Linked DNA regions of Triticum aestivum: region 1 is linked to region 2. Evidence: chromatin contacts called from public Hi-C data. All regions are on one chromosome and are shown on one strand. Each heading gives the region's core, a stretch centred on a gene start, on an enhancer-like site or on the middle of the called end of the contact. The rest is flanking DNA. Distances are from core to core; before and after follow the strand shown.

What was found. Hi-C and Micro-C count contacts between places; a contact is called where the count stands out from the background.
Region 1: a contact with region 2 is called in a Hi-C map of leaf, with 5 times the contacts expected there. The contact joins the promoter of LOC123110344 here to the promoter of LOC123115634 in region 2. A contact is called at or near these places in 2 of 5 Hi-C or Micro-C datasets (both in leaf).

What each region holds. Positions count from the first base shown.
Region 1 is chr5B:51,981,868-51,985,004 of IWGSC CS RefSeq v2.1, forward strand. It overlaps LOC123110344, which reads right to left and starts at 1,600. Exons shown (of 1, transcript XM_044530841.1): 1 at 1-1,600. The coding sequence starts at 1,556. The coding sequence ends at 30.
Region 2 is chr5B:51,703,033-51,706,293 of IWGSC CS RefSeq v2.1, forward strand. It overlaps LOC123115634 (60S ribosomal protein L35-3), which reads left to right and starts at 1,765. Exons shown (of 4, transcript XM_044536749.1): 1 at 1,765-1,852; 2 at 1,920-2,022; 3 at 2,135-2,256. The coding sequence starts at 1,849.

The DNA of each region.
Region 1 (3,137 bases), core at 350-2,849, 280 kb after region 2:
AACGATCGAGACGAGACGTACGCATCGCATCACTCGCCGGGAGAGGTGATCGCTGAGGAGGCGCAGTCGCCGAAGGGCTCCCCGACGCCGCAGGTGCCGTTCGTCTGGTCGGTGGCGGACGCGACGGCGAGGTCGGCGAGGTGGAGGCGAGGGAACGGCACGTAGACGCCGTGGACGGCGATGCGCGAGTTGACCACCACGTCGGGCTCCTTGATGGGTATGTAGTTGATGCGGACGTCGTCGTTGGAGGAGGCGGAGCCGGTGGCGTAGTGGGTGACGACGAGGCTCTGCCCCTCGCCGGCCAGCGTGGGGAGGACCGTGCCGGGGCGGAGGCGCTGGAGGTCTGCGCGCGTGAGGCGGTGGTTGGGGACGATGTGGAAGCGCACCGCCGAGACGTAGTCGTGGCCTCCGCCGACGAAGATGGCCGGGTCGTCGAGCGCGAAGAGCGTCAGGTTGGCCAACTTCTCGAGCTCGGCGAACTTGACGCGCATGGCCAGCGCCATGAAGCCGTAGCCCCCGTCGCGGAGTCGCGCCATGGCGTCGCGGATCATGATGCGCACCACGGAGGCAGCGGTGGCCGCGGAGGCTGCGGCGGAGCGGCCGGTGAGGTGATGGTGGTGCTGGCCGTCGAAGCAGGAGTGCGTGAGCGGGCGCAGGAAGCCGTGGAGGCCGTGGACGACGTAGCGGCCGTCGTTGTAGAGCTCGGGGTGGGACACCTCGACGCCGTCGGCGTAGATCCTGGCGTAGTGGATGCCGAAGGGGCCCCGCTCGGTGGCGACCTTGATGCAGAAGCCGACGGAGGCGGAGGGGATCTTCATGGTGGCTGCGGCGGCGAGCTCGGAGTAGGGGTAGTAGCCCATGGCGATGTGCTGCTCGAGGAGGTGGCGGCGCGAGCACATGGGGCAGGCGGCCTGGAGGAAGGCGTCGGGGGCGGCGAAGACGGTGATGGCCCCGGGCCACCTCGCGAGCGGCGGCGCGTGGGCGAGGAGCGGCGCCTCCGACGCCATCTCGTTGTACCCCAGCGAGGTGAGCACCCTGGAGAGCTGCTGCAGCCCCTGCTCGGCGTCGGACACGGCGGGAGGCGGAGGCGGGCTCGTGGTCGTCGCCACGGTGGCAGGGAGCGGAAGAGGCGTGGTGGTCGTCGTCGGCGCGGACCCCTCCTCCTGCGGCCGCGGCGTCGCCTCCGCGAGATCCGGCACCGGGAGGACGAGCGTGGGAGGCGGTGATGCCGCTTCGGCCTGGGGCGGCACGAGCGGAGCGGGACGGGCCTCCGCCGCGTCCGTGGCCTGCGCGTCGGCGAGGACGGGGTCGACGTCGCCGGTGGCGAGCAGGGACTGGGTGTCGGCGTGGAGGTGGTTTTGGTGCATGGAGGGCGCGGCGCTAGGGACGGGGTGGAAGTGGGCGGTCGTGCCGAACGGCGAGCGGTGGTGGTGGTGGTGGGCGCGGGCGGAGGCGGAGGCGGTGGCGCTCTCCGGCGAGTGGGTGGCGGAGGCGGTGGATAGCGCGAGGAGGAGGAGGAGGAGGGGTAGGGGTAGGTTGTGAAGACGGAGAGCCATGGCTGGCTGACTGCCAAGGAAGGAACGAACTGGAATGGGGATGGGGATGGATCCGGAGGGGCTATAAAGAGTAGCCGGCCGCGGCGATGGCAGGGGAGAGAGCGGAGCACGGCGTCAGGTCGCATCACGTCACGTAACCGTCTTGTGCGAGGGACCTAGTCAAAGCGAGTCAAGGGTCCAGCGATCCCAGCCCTTTTTTAGCGCAGGACAAGTGGATTGGATTTCAAATTTGGGTAAGACTACCCACATACCCATAGTGGGAGTAATATCGATGGTAACATCACACTTATCTACTCCCTCCGTGTAGGTGTGTAAGTCATCTTATGAAAACCAAATAATCCTAAAACACTTAGGCGCGGTGCCTTAACTTCTACCTCGTTTCTTGTTTCTTGACATATCAACCAATAAGAGATGAGGGGTGTGCATGTTTTTAATGACTTTAGACTACAAATAAGACATGCAGTGGTTAGTTCATTGCATGCGATGCTATTAATTAACAAATAAACATTAATGTCTCTCGTTTTCCCCTCTTCCTTGATCACGGTGCACAATCTAAGATGGCTTACTCACCTAGACGGAGGGAGTAGGTAAAATAGATGATGTGACATGTAATTAATGAAGAAAAAAAGGCATGTGGTAACATAGCTAGTTACTGTAACATCACAAATATCAAGAAAAGATGAGTCTACAACGTAATAAATGAAGTGATGCATGACACAGTACATATGTTACTACCCACTGTGAAGGTAGTAACATAGACTAGTAACATATGCATGTTACTAGTCTAAGTTACCCATTGTGACTAGTCTAAGTTGAAATGAACACAAGCGGGTCTGTTTTTCTTTGTCGACGGCGTCAACCGGAGATGATGGATCCAGGGCTCGAGTTGCACGGGGTCCGTTTCGTATCCGCGCCAATGCAAATGATCATTAGTGCGCAGTCCCTAGTAGCTCAACCCAAGCTTGCTGCCATAAGCATGATTATATGATTTGGTTGATGAACTTTAAATGCAAATATCCGATAAGGATATTTATTTTGTATACAAATTATTTGAACAATTACAGTCGCTTATGAGATTATCGGTTTTATGTCTAAGATCTTTTAGTCGAAAAGACATACTTATATTTGACATGTTTATTTTATCTTGGCAATGTTGTGTGGCATACTTGCAAAGAATGCTCTCCTTCGTCAGAAAGTGGTTCATAGAGCAATTGATGTATGCCGGAAATAAAACCACTTCATAAAAAACGTCCAAACAGATGCCTCCTTGCTTGGTTGAATTTTATCGCGAGACTTGCATGTGTATGTTCAAATGGTCTTCTACAAACAAATATGGCACATGTTTTGATCCTATTGGAACTAGTACTCCTAAAATTGATGGTTGCTTTTACACGGTGTGAGAGATGCATAATTCAAGAGGACGCAGGTGTTTGTTGAGCAAGCCAGTACGTTGCAATACAACTTCTACTATTTTTTTAGATCTTTGGACGCAATGGCAACTCAGAAAAATGATCAAATTATCTGGTCTGAGATTGCTGAAACACATGAGTTCCTTTGCAGGGGCAAATGTCAGGAAGTAGC
Region 2 (3,261 bases), core at 515-3,014:
CATGGAAAATAGAAATACTTTTTCTTGGTTAAAGGAACAAACGATTTGATCAATTTCCGTATCGATTATGAAAACCCATGAGAAGCAACTGGACGAATTGTCCGCGATTGGACATGGAAAATAGTCCGATGCCTCTCTTTTAAGAGGTGTGAAGCTAGAATATTTTTCCATTATCTAAAAAACACGAAAGGAAGAAAGGAATAACTATGATATTTTTTACTTAAAAGAAACTTTCTATGATTTTTATAACATTAAATATCATTTGCTATTTTAAAATGTACATTTATTTCAGAAAAAATATTTGGATTTTTTGAAGAAAATATTTCTATATTTTTTATAATGTCCAGCGGACCTCCTTGAACTATTATGAAAGTTCAATTTACCTCGCACATGGCTGACGTCGCGTCAAGACAGGGGTGGGCGTTCGGTTACACCGAACCGTTCGGTTCGGTGCTTCGGTCGCTGGGAATCTTCGGTTCTAGGAAATCAAGCACCGATCGGTCAATGGTAATTAGGCTAACCGAGTCTTCGGTCCACCGTTAGAATCGGTTCGGTGTCGGTTGGGACCGAACACACCCAAGAAAGCCCATGGGCTGGGGCGCTGCAGCGCTGCCCAATGGGCTGGTCGGCGGGAAAAGGTTCTTTTGCAGGCCTGGCAAACAGCACTTGAGCGATAGAGACAGGTTCAGGCTTGGAAAGAACAAGCAACCAACAGCGTGTTTCTTCAGAGTAGTTTTCCGTGCATTGGACCCTGCTGCTGCATCGTTTGACCCCATGGTCTCCTCTGTCGTTGAAGACATCTAGAATACAAGGCAAATGTCAATTACCAACGATTCAGAGAGGAAAACTAATCAAAGCACATGTAACCATTGAACTGAACAGTATGCTAATCAAATCACCATTGAACTGAACATGTACCCTGTACACATGTTGGGTGAGGAATTCTGCAGTTGGGTTGCCGTGCTTGCAGCAGCCAGCCGCCGTTGTTCTTCCGCAGTTCCACTACCAATTTCCGTCGGACGGCGCCGTCACCTATGGCTAGGATTCAGAGCTCTGATGCAATCTCTATTATATATAGGGATTTCGGCAGGGAACAGATCGAGCGGGACTTGCGGTCTTCGGAGAGGAAGGTATCATCCACGCCGCGACTTTTGGAGACGGGATTTGGGAGGCGGCAAGGACGCATCCCTTCCGCGCTTCGTTGATTTTGGAGGAGGCATAGGCGGGGGGCGGTGACCAGTTTCATCGCGTTGAGGGGCTTCGGGTGCTCGGTTAGTTCGGTGGACAGAGGGCCACTACCGAAATCACCGAACAAAGTTCGGTTTTCCACCAACGCTAACCGAGCATGGTACCGAGAATTTCGGTGTCGGTCAGTTCGGCTTCGGTGCAGGTTAATACGGTTCGGTTGATCGGTTCTCGGTTTATATGCCCACCCCGTCATATAAGCCAGTTGACGTGACGCCACGTCAGCAAAACCGCTTTGAAAACCTCATAGGGAGGTGAATCGACCGGTTTCAATAGTTTGAGGGGCATAAGCATCCGGTTCTCTAGTTTAGGAAGGAAATACTGACTCTCACAGAAGTTGAGGGTGGTAATATGGACTTTGTCCCTTTTTTTTTTGAGAACTTGGACTTTGTCCTAGGCTGGTCTCCAGCAGCTCCACACGGTAGGATTTCACTTTCAGCCCAGCTGGCCCATTTAGCCCACACTGCGCCTCATATAAGCCTCCCCGCCGCCGGCAGTCAGTAAAAAAGTTGCCCTCGCGCACGTTGTCTAAAAAAAAAAGTTGCCTTGGCGCACAGCCTCCACCTCCGCTTTGCCCCTGACGCTGCAACCGCTACCGTCGCCATGGGTAAGCATCATTGCGTCCGTCCTTACTAGTTTCTTGTGGATCTGACGCCTCCGTTGTTGTGCGGCAGACCCGGTCAGGTCGGCGGAACTTAGGGCGCAGCTTAAGGAATTGAAGGCGGAGCTGAAGGAACTTAGGGCAGCCAAGGTCACCAACGGTGTCCCCTCCGAGATGTGAGCGCGCCCTCTCTCTTGTTCGTTCGCTTGCCCGTATGTCTATCTTGGGGAATTGAATTGAATTGATTCTAACTAACCGAGCGAAATTGAATCTATCTGGGTTGTTCAGCCGCGCTTTTGTCGCGGAGGTGGCGAAGAAGAAAAGGGCGGCGCTGCGGGAGGCGTACAGCAACCGCGAACCACTCATCCTCCGTCTCAACTCCCGGCAAGACCCGTGCGCATCACCACCAGGTGTTGTCATGCTCCCAGCCCCATGTTGATATACCATCACCAATGCTACTCACTGCGGTCTATGTCAGTATCTGGTGACTGTTTTATTTGGGAACCCATCATAAGATAGATATTCTTGATTATCTGTGACTGGAGGGGTAGCTCTTCTTTTGAAGGGTCTTGTTTCTGACGATAGGACTGACTGTTACCTTAGCGGATTAGTGATTCTTGCATGCTACTGTCTCCTGCATGACAACAGGAACAGTTGGTAGTGATAGAGGAGGAAAATTAAAGTGACATGTATGGAAACTCTATTTAGTAAATATATCGTTGATCAAAACATTCATCCTTGTCAAATTAAAACATTTACACTTTGCTCTCTTCTCTGCAAAACGCCTAGAAAAGGCAGCGCGTGGGTGTTAGGTGGAGCTGGAGCGCTTGCTTCTCTCTACGGCTTGTTAAGTATTGGTGGTTTCTGCTTAAACATTTTGGATGTGGTAGCAATTCTGCTTGCTGGTGTAATTGTTAATTCAAAGTTCACTCCTTATGCGCTTTTATGAAATTGTGCGTTTCTAGCACTTTTCATGTAAACGGACTGCTATTACCCCTAACATAAACATAGGTTGAAATAGTGGGATCTTTTGAAGACTGTTGTTCCAGATGATACTAGTGACTGCACTAGTCTTATTAGTTTCTTGATAGCAGATGTTATGTCAAAGTTACCTTAGTAGTTTAGTGTTTAAAAAGCTGCGCCTAAGGTCTTTCATCTAAGCGATTGCGTTTAAGTGCCTGGATGCTTAAGCACTTGAAAAGGTGTTTTTTTCATGCTTTTTGCTGCTTTAGTGTGTCATTTGCACATCACCGGTCCGTGTTCCCAATACTTAGAGCATCTCCACTAGGCCCCCCAAAAGCCCCCCAGGACCACTTTTTTTGCGCCGGTGGTAAAATCTCGCCCCAGCCATGCACCCAACACCACCATTTTCGCCGGATTTGAGGAAAGTTTCGGCCGGTGCTCCCATGAGAAAC